Linked DNA regions of Mus musculus: region 1 is linked to region 2. Evidence: chromatin contacts called from public Hi-C data. All regions are on one chromosome and are shown on one strand. The core of a region is the stretch at or near the end of the contact, and the rest is flanking DNA. Distances in the headings are between cores, read along the strand shown.

Region 1 (2,779 bases), core at 234-2,733, 43 kb before region 2:
TTCATTCTGCAAAACTTGCCAGCACACCTTTCAGCAAAAATTACTCCCTACAATCCCCCTAAGCTTATTTTTCAAATGTAAAGTAGAAGTGAATTCAAGAAAGTCTACTTTATAAAATACATAGATGGAAGAACCACAAAGCTAATAGGAGGAATTTCAGTATATTTAGATCTTTAGTGACAATGATATGACTGCCCCATAAAATGTTTCAGTCATGCTGGGTGGTTGTGGCACAAGCCTTTAATCCTAGCACTTAGGAGAAAGAGGCAGGTTGATCTCTGAGTTCAAAGGTAGCCTGGTCTACAGAGTGAGTTTCAGGACAGCCAGGCCTATACCAAAAAATCCTGTCTCAAAAAAACAAAATAATACAAAAAAAAAAAAAAACAAAAAACAAAAACAAAAACAAGAACAACAACAACAACAAAAAAAACCCTAAATAAATAAATAAAGTTCCAACCACAACTAAAGTACTTATTGGGAAGGGCCAACTAGTGTGGCCCTAATTCCGTCATGACTAAAGTTAAAGAAAGAAAGAAAGAAAGAAAGAAAGAAAGAAAGAAAGAAAGAAAGAAAGAAAGAAAAGGAGGGCCGGGTAGGGGAATTAGCTTGGAACAAATAACTTCAAGGCCACACCCTCTTCACTTTGGGTTCACTGAGGTGTGCTTATTTTAATAGCTGAACTGAAAGCATGAGATGCCATGCCACAGCTGACCAGAGTCTAAACAGAAAAGCTCAGAACTTAAAACTAAGCATGCGTGCAGCATGGGATAATAATCACTTTAGCCTTCTTGAATTGGTAAACACCAGAAGAAAGTGTACCAAACAACACGGCCTTAGATCCCATATCTGAGAGGAGCCTTTAGAAGTCTTTTAGTGTTCAAATTATAAACACCCACCGAAGACTTTAAAAATAGGACTTATTTGACAACTTGTGTTCTCCTTTCCCAAGCCATTTAGATGGATTTTGCCAAGGTAATTATTCAGAGAAGGGTGCTGTGGCAGACACCTGAAATAATAGCACTTTGGGAGGCTGAGGCAGGATCTTCACGAGGTAGAGGCTAACCTGGGCTATATACAGAGTATAAAAACAGCCAGGGCTTCAAATCAAGAGCCTACTTTTAAGGAAAAAAAAAACTGTTTTGAAGGGAATTCAGGTTGTTGGCCTCAAAAGTTGTTCAAAAGCAATAGTGCAAATTTGCTCCCAGGGAAAGGGGCAATTCCTTGACACTCAAATGTAGTCCTTTGCTGCTCCTACAACTGTTTGGTTCTGCTTCAAGCAAGGTTTGCACCTGGCCTAGTTTGGGGAGGCATAGAAGGGATAAAGGCAGCTTTTCTAGCTGGGCTCCAGCTCAATGGCCTAGCACACAGTGGTGGAAGCTCTACTCTTCCCTTCCCTTCCCGCCCTGCCTGGCCACTCCCCTTGCTTCCCACTTCCTCCCGGCCCCGCCCCTTCTTTTTTAACCCTCTTGATGTGGGTTCTCTGGCTTCCTATTGCCCTTCGCATCAGCAGCAGCTGCAGGCTCCCTCTTTGCTCCTGGCTCCGGCTCTAGCGGGTGCGCGCAGGCGCGGCTTGCAGCTCTGCTAGCGCGTAGTAGCTGAGCGGGGCTCACGGTGAGTGAGGCAGCGGTGCGGGACTCCTTGGAGAGAACGTGGTTGGCAGCCAGAAAGGGACTCGGGTGTGTATGGAAGACTTTGACCCGGTTAGGGGAGACTCGTGCAGCTTTTTCAGTGGCGGGGCTTCTCGAGGTTGCCAGCCTCCGGCTGCGTGTGGAGAGGAGTGAGCCGTGGCGGGAGACTTAAAGGTGTGTAGGAGCTGCCGAGTTAGAAGAAAGAAGAAAGGCGTTTAGAAGCTGGAAGTCCTCACTTGAGCTTGGCCAGGCCAGGAAGGTTCGCTTGAGAGCCCTGGAAGGTGGCCCAGCTTCAAGTTCAGTCCCCCTACTTGGTGCCCCCGAGCGGTGTCCTAGCTTACTCTTTTCCTTCCTCTGCTTTCCCTGGGTGCCGAGTTGGCAGGAAGGTTTCCTGTCGGTGGGGAGAGGATTTGGGGGAGGTGGGTTGTTGGCCCGGACTGTTGCAATAGAGGGTGTGGCGTTCCTATGACTTTCCTTTCCCCGGGAATGTGTCCCTCTTCTGATACATTGTGCCTGGACATTTTTTAACAAAGGCTATAACTGTTTTGTAGGCTGTGGTGGGTGACAGCGGCGGGGGGGGGGGGGGGGCGAGGGTACGCGCGTGCGCGCACGTGTGTGTGTGTGTGTGTGTGTGTGTGTGTGTGTGTGTGTGTGTGTGTAGGCTCGCGCGCGCGTGTGTCTGCAAGCGAGCGAGCGCGCGCGTGTTGGCTGGCTTGCTTCAGAAGTCTGTGTTGCCGCCCTAGGGGGTGGGGAATCAGTGTGGGCCTGAAGTTGGGGGAATTTCCAGAAAGACCTAGCAACTTTCTGCAGAGGCTTTTTTCTTTTTACTGGTCTGTTGATTTTGAGAGTAAGAATATTCCCCATAGGAATGTGCCTGGTTACTATTTTGTGTGTTCTTGCTCTGTGTGTGTGTGTGTGTGTGTGTGTGTGTGTGTGTGTGTGTGTGAGAGAGAGAGAGAGAGAGAGAGAGAGAGAGAGAGAGAGAGAGAGAGAGAGAGAAATTGAGAGATTGATTTTTATACGTTTTTACAAATCCCAACAGAAGAAAAACCAAAAATAATGGTATTTCAGAAGAAATAAGTGAGTGTGAATGAAAGGGAGAAGACTTGGAATAGCTAAGTAGAGCTAGATAAATCCCTTTTGATAGTCAC
Region 2 (2,796 bases), core at 63-2,562:
CAGCCCTTGAATAATTTTTTTTTGCTGGGAGTTGAGTGGATTTTGAACCCAAGAGAAACAATCATTAAAGAAACTATATATGAGTATTGTTTATTTAAGAATTTCATTATTCAAAATAATCATTCTCTGAAGATTCATTGATTTTTACTTTATGTGTCTGTGTAAGTACCTGCACATATGTATGTATGTGCATCATGTGCATGCCTGGTAGCTAAGGAAGCCAGAAGCAAGCATCAGATCCCATGGAACTGGAATTACAAGTAGTTGTGAACAACCTGATATGGGTGTTGGGAACCAGACCCTAGGTCCGCTGTAGTAGCACCAAACGCTTTTAACTGCAGAGGCATCTTGGCAGCTCCATATTCAGTCTTTAGAATTGAGGTTAATGTTTTAATTGTGTATGCAAGCAATTGAGTTTTAGTTCTCTCAATGACTTTAATGTAATATCCTTAAGTATTTTCATTACAGTGGCATGATTTGTTAGATAGTGATGTAATAGCAATACATAGCTTATAAAGGTCTTTTTCCTTTTAAGGCCTCCAAGACATATCGAATTCCTTTTGTATGCTATTTGCAGTGATTATTCAATATCTGTTTTGGTGGCATACAATATAATAATGGCAGAATTTTAATTGTGACAATCTATTCTGCTTTTCTAGTTATTGTTGTGTTGAGCGCTTTACATATGATCTAATTTATTTTAAACCTCTTATAAGACCACATTAAAAAAACGTATATATATTGTTTTGCATTTCAGGCTGAAATTCTGTGCTGTGATGTGCTTAATATTTTGAAACCCAAAGCCACATTATTTCTCCTTTTTCACTTATATATGGTGTCCATTAGGCATTGATCTTGTCCCGTAATATTAACTTTCTTTAACTGATTGTTCTGCTATCTGAAGAGTCTTATTAAAATTTAATAAGTAAAGTAAAAATAAGCAGCTAATGCTATGGTACATTCTGGTAACTCATAAAAGAAAGAAAAAAGAAGGAAAGGAAAGTTTAATGTTGGCTTGTGAGTTTAAAGAAAGGTTAATACATCCTTACTGGCTAATTCAATCGTATCTTTAAAGGATGAATTTTTGACCCTTGAGATATGTATACCACTTACAGGTAGGATCCATGTCTGTTTATGCAAAATTTAGTGTTTTATCCTAAGAGCACTGAACTGCGCTAAATTGCATAGCACTAAAAAACAGGCTAAAGACCATCTATACCCTGTTTTATTTCAAAAAGCCCTTCTGGACTGTGACTATGGGTAACATGTTTCTTGACCTATTTCTTTTTTGTGGTTTCCTTCCAATCTACTAAAAAGATTCAGATCCTACTCATGTGTTTTGTCTTCATAATATCCCCTGCCCCTTCCCTTGTCTTGTTCTTGCTTTAGAGGTTCATTTTCATTACTACTTTTCTAGTTTTCATTCTCAATCTTTATATACTGGAAGAGATAACTATTGATATTCCCACTTGATGTTCTTTATCTTTTAAAAATTATTATATTTTGTGTGCACATGATATTTGTGTGTGAGCACATGCACATATGGAAGTCAGAGGACAACTTTTTGAAGTCAGTTCTCTTCTTGTACCCTTACATGGGTTCTGAGGTTTGAAGTAAAGTTGCCCAGATTGGGTGTTAAGCACCTGTACCCCTTGAGACATCTTGCTGGCCCTCTTTGTCTTAATGACTCTTCTACTGCTCAAGCCTTTGTTTTCACAAAGCCATAGGGAACATTTATATAATTATGACTGTTTGCTTATTTTAAAAGTATATGTTCCACCTGGCTTCCTGTCTCATATATTTGGGAGTTTGAGGTAAGATAACCAAGAGTTCAAGACCAGCCTGAGCTACATACTAAGTTTGAGGACAGCCTTGCTTATGTGAGACCCTGTATTCAAAAAGCAATGAAATAAGGCCAGTGAAGTGTCAGTGGATAAAGGTACTTGCCATGTAGGACTGGTGACCTGACTTTGTTCATTGGACTCCACATAAGGAGAAAGTGGAGTGCTGTCTCAACAAAGTTGTTCTCTGACCTCTAAACATGTGCCATGACACAAATGGCTGCAAATACATATCACATGTGCATGTACACATGTGTGTGCATATAAACACAAATAATAAACTAAAACATTTAAAATACAGACAAAAATATATACTTCAGTGGATATGACTTGAAGCAAATACTGTACAAAAGATCTCCAAAAGACCAGTTAACACATATAAGTATGTTCAAATGTCTCACTTGGTTAAAAAAAAATAATGTACAGCATGCCACTACTTCCTTCTATCAGAGTACTGAAAAAAATTTTAAAAAGGTCTTTAAGAATGTATAACAACTGGAAGCCTGTTGGTACTTGCACAGAAAGATTTTTTTATACAAATAAAGCTTAATGTAGGTATGTTCTATGAAACAGTAATTCCAGGAGACAGAAATGTATACAGCACTGCTTATAGCAAACTTATATCTAAAATAATTCAATGTTCATCAATAGTAAAAAAGTTTAACATGCACCTAACATAGAATCAGTAGTGAGAATGAATGTATTCCAGGTCTGTGGAACAATGTGAATGGGTTTCAAGAGCATGGTAGTGAGCAAAAAATGCTTGAACTAAAGGACTCCACACTAATGCCATTTTTGTGACATTCAGAAATATGCAAAATTAACTGGGCATGTTATCACACACTTGTAATCCCAGCACTGAGCAGAAGGAGGCAGTGTTGAGGCAGAATGATTATGTGTTTGGAGCCAGCTGCAAATACAGTGAGTTCAGGGCAAGATTAGGGTATATGGAAAA

The links. A called contact is a pair of places that touch in the nucleus more often than the background predicts.
Region 1: a Hi-C map of the MNK3 cell line shows a contact between it and region 2, with 4 times the contacts expected there. The contact joins the promoter of Prrg1 here to the enhancer-like site in region 2. A contact is called at or near these places in 6 of 39 promoter capture datasets (the 3T3-L1 cell line, 3T3-L1-derived adipocytes, the C10 cell line and 3 more), 1 of 15 datasets of contacts at CTCF or cohesin (CD8 T cells), 8 of 484 Hi-C or Micro-C datasets (3T3-L1-derived adipocytes, the AML12 cell line, the C10 cell line and 5 more), 3 of 115 datasets of contacts at active chromatin or transcription factors (CD8 T cells, embryonic stem cells and large pre-B cells) and 2 of 9 other capture datasets (adipose tissue and pancreatic islet).

Annotation. Positions count from the first base shown.
Region 1 is chrX:78,582,601-78,585,379 of GRCm38.p6, reverse strand. Prrg1 (proline rich Gla (G-carboxyglutamic acid) 1) reads left to right here and starts at 1,483. Exons shown (of 4, transcript NM_027322.2): 1 at 1,483-1,611.
Region 2 is chrX:78,539,852-78,542,647 of GRCm38.p6, reverse strand. All of the region lies in intron 1 of Prrg1 (proline rich Gla (G-carboxyglutamic acid) 1), which reads left to right. Among named protein-coding and RNA genes, the nearest start is that of Prrg1, 43 kb to the left of the region's middle. Within about 2 kb of position 1,312, at least 1 of the 459 cell types and tissues checked has an H3K27ac peak or open chromatin away from gene starts, as enhancers often do. A contact at or near this core is called in the MNK3 cell line, where this site is marked.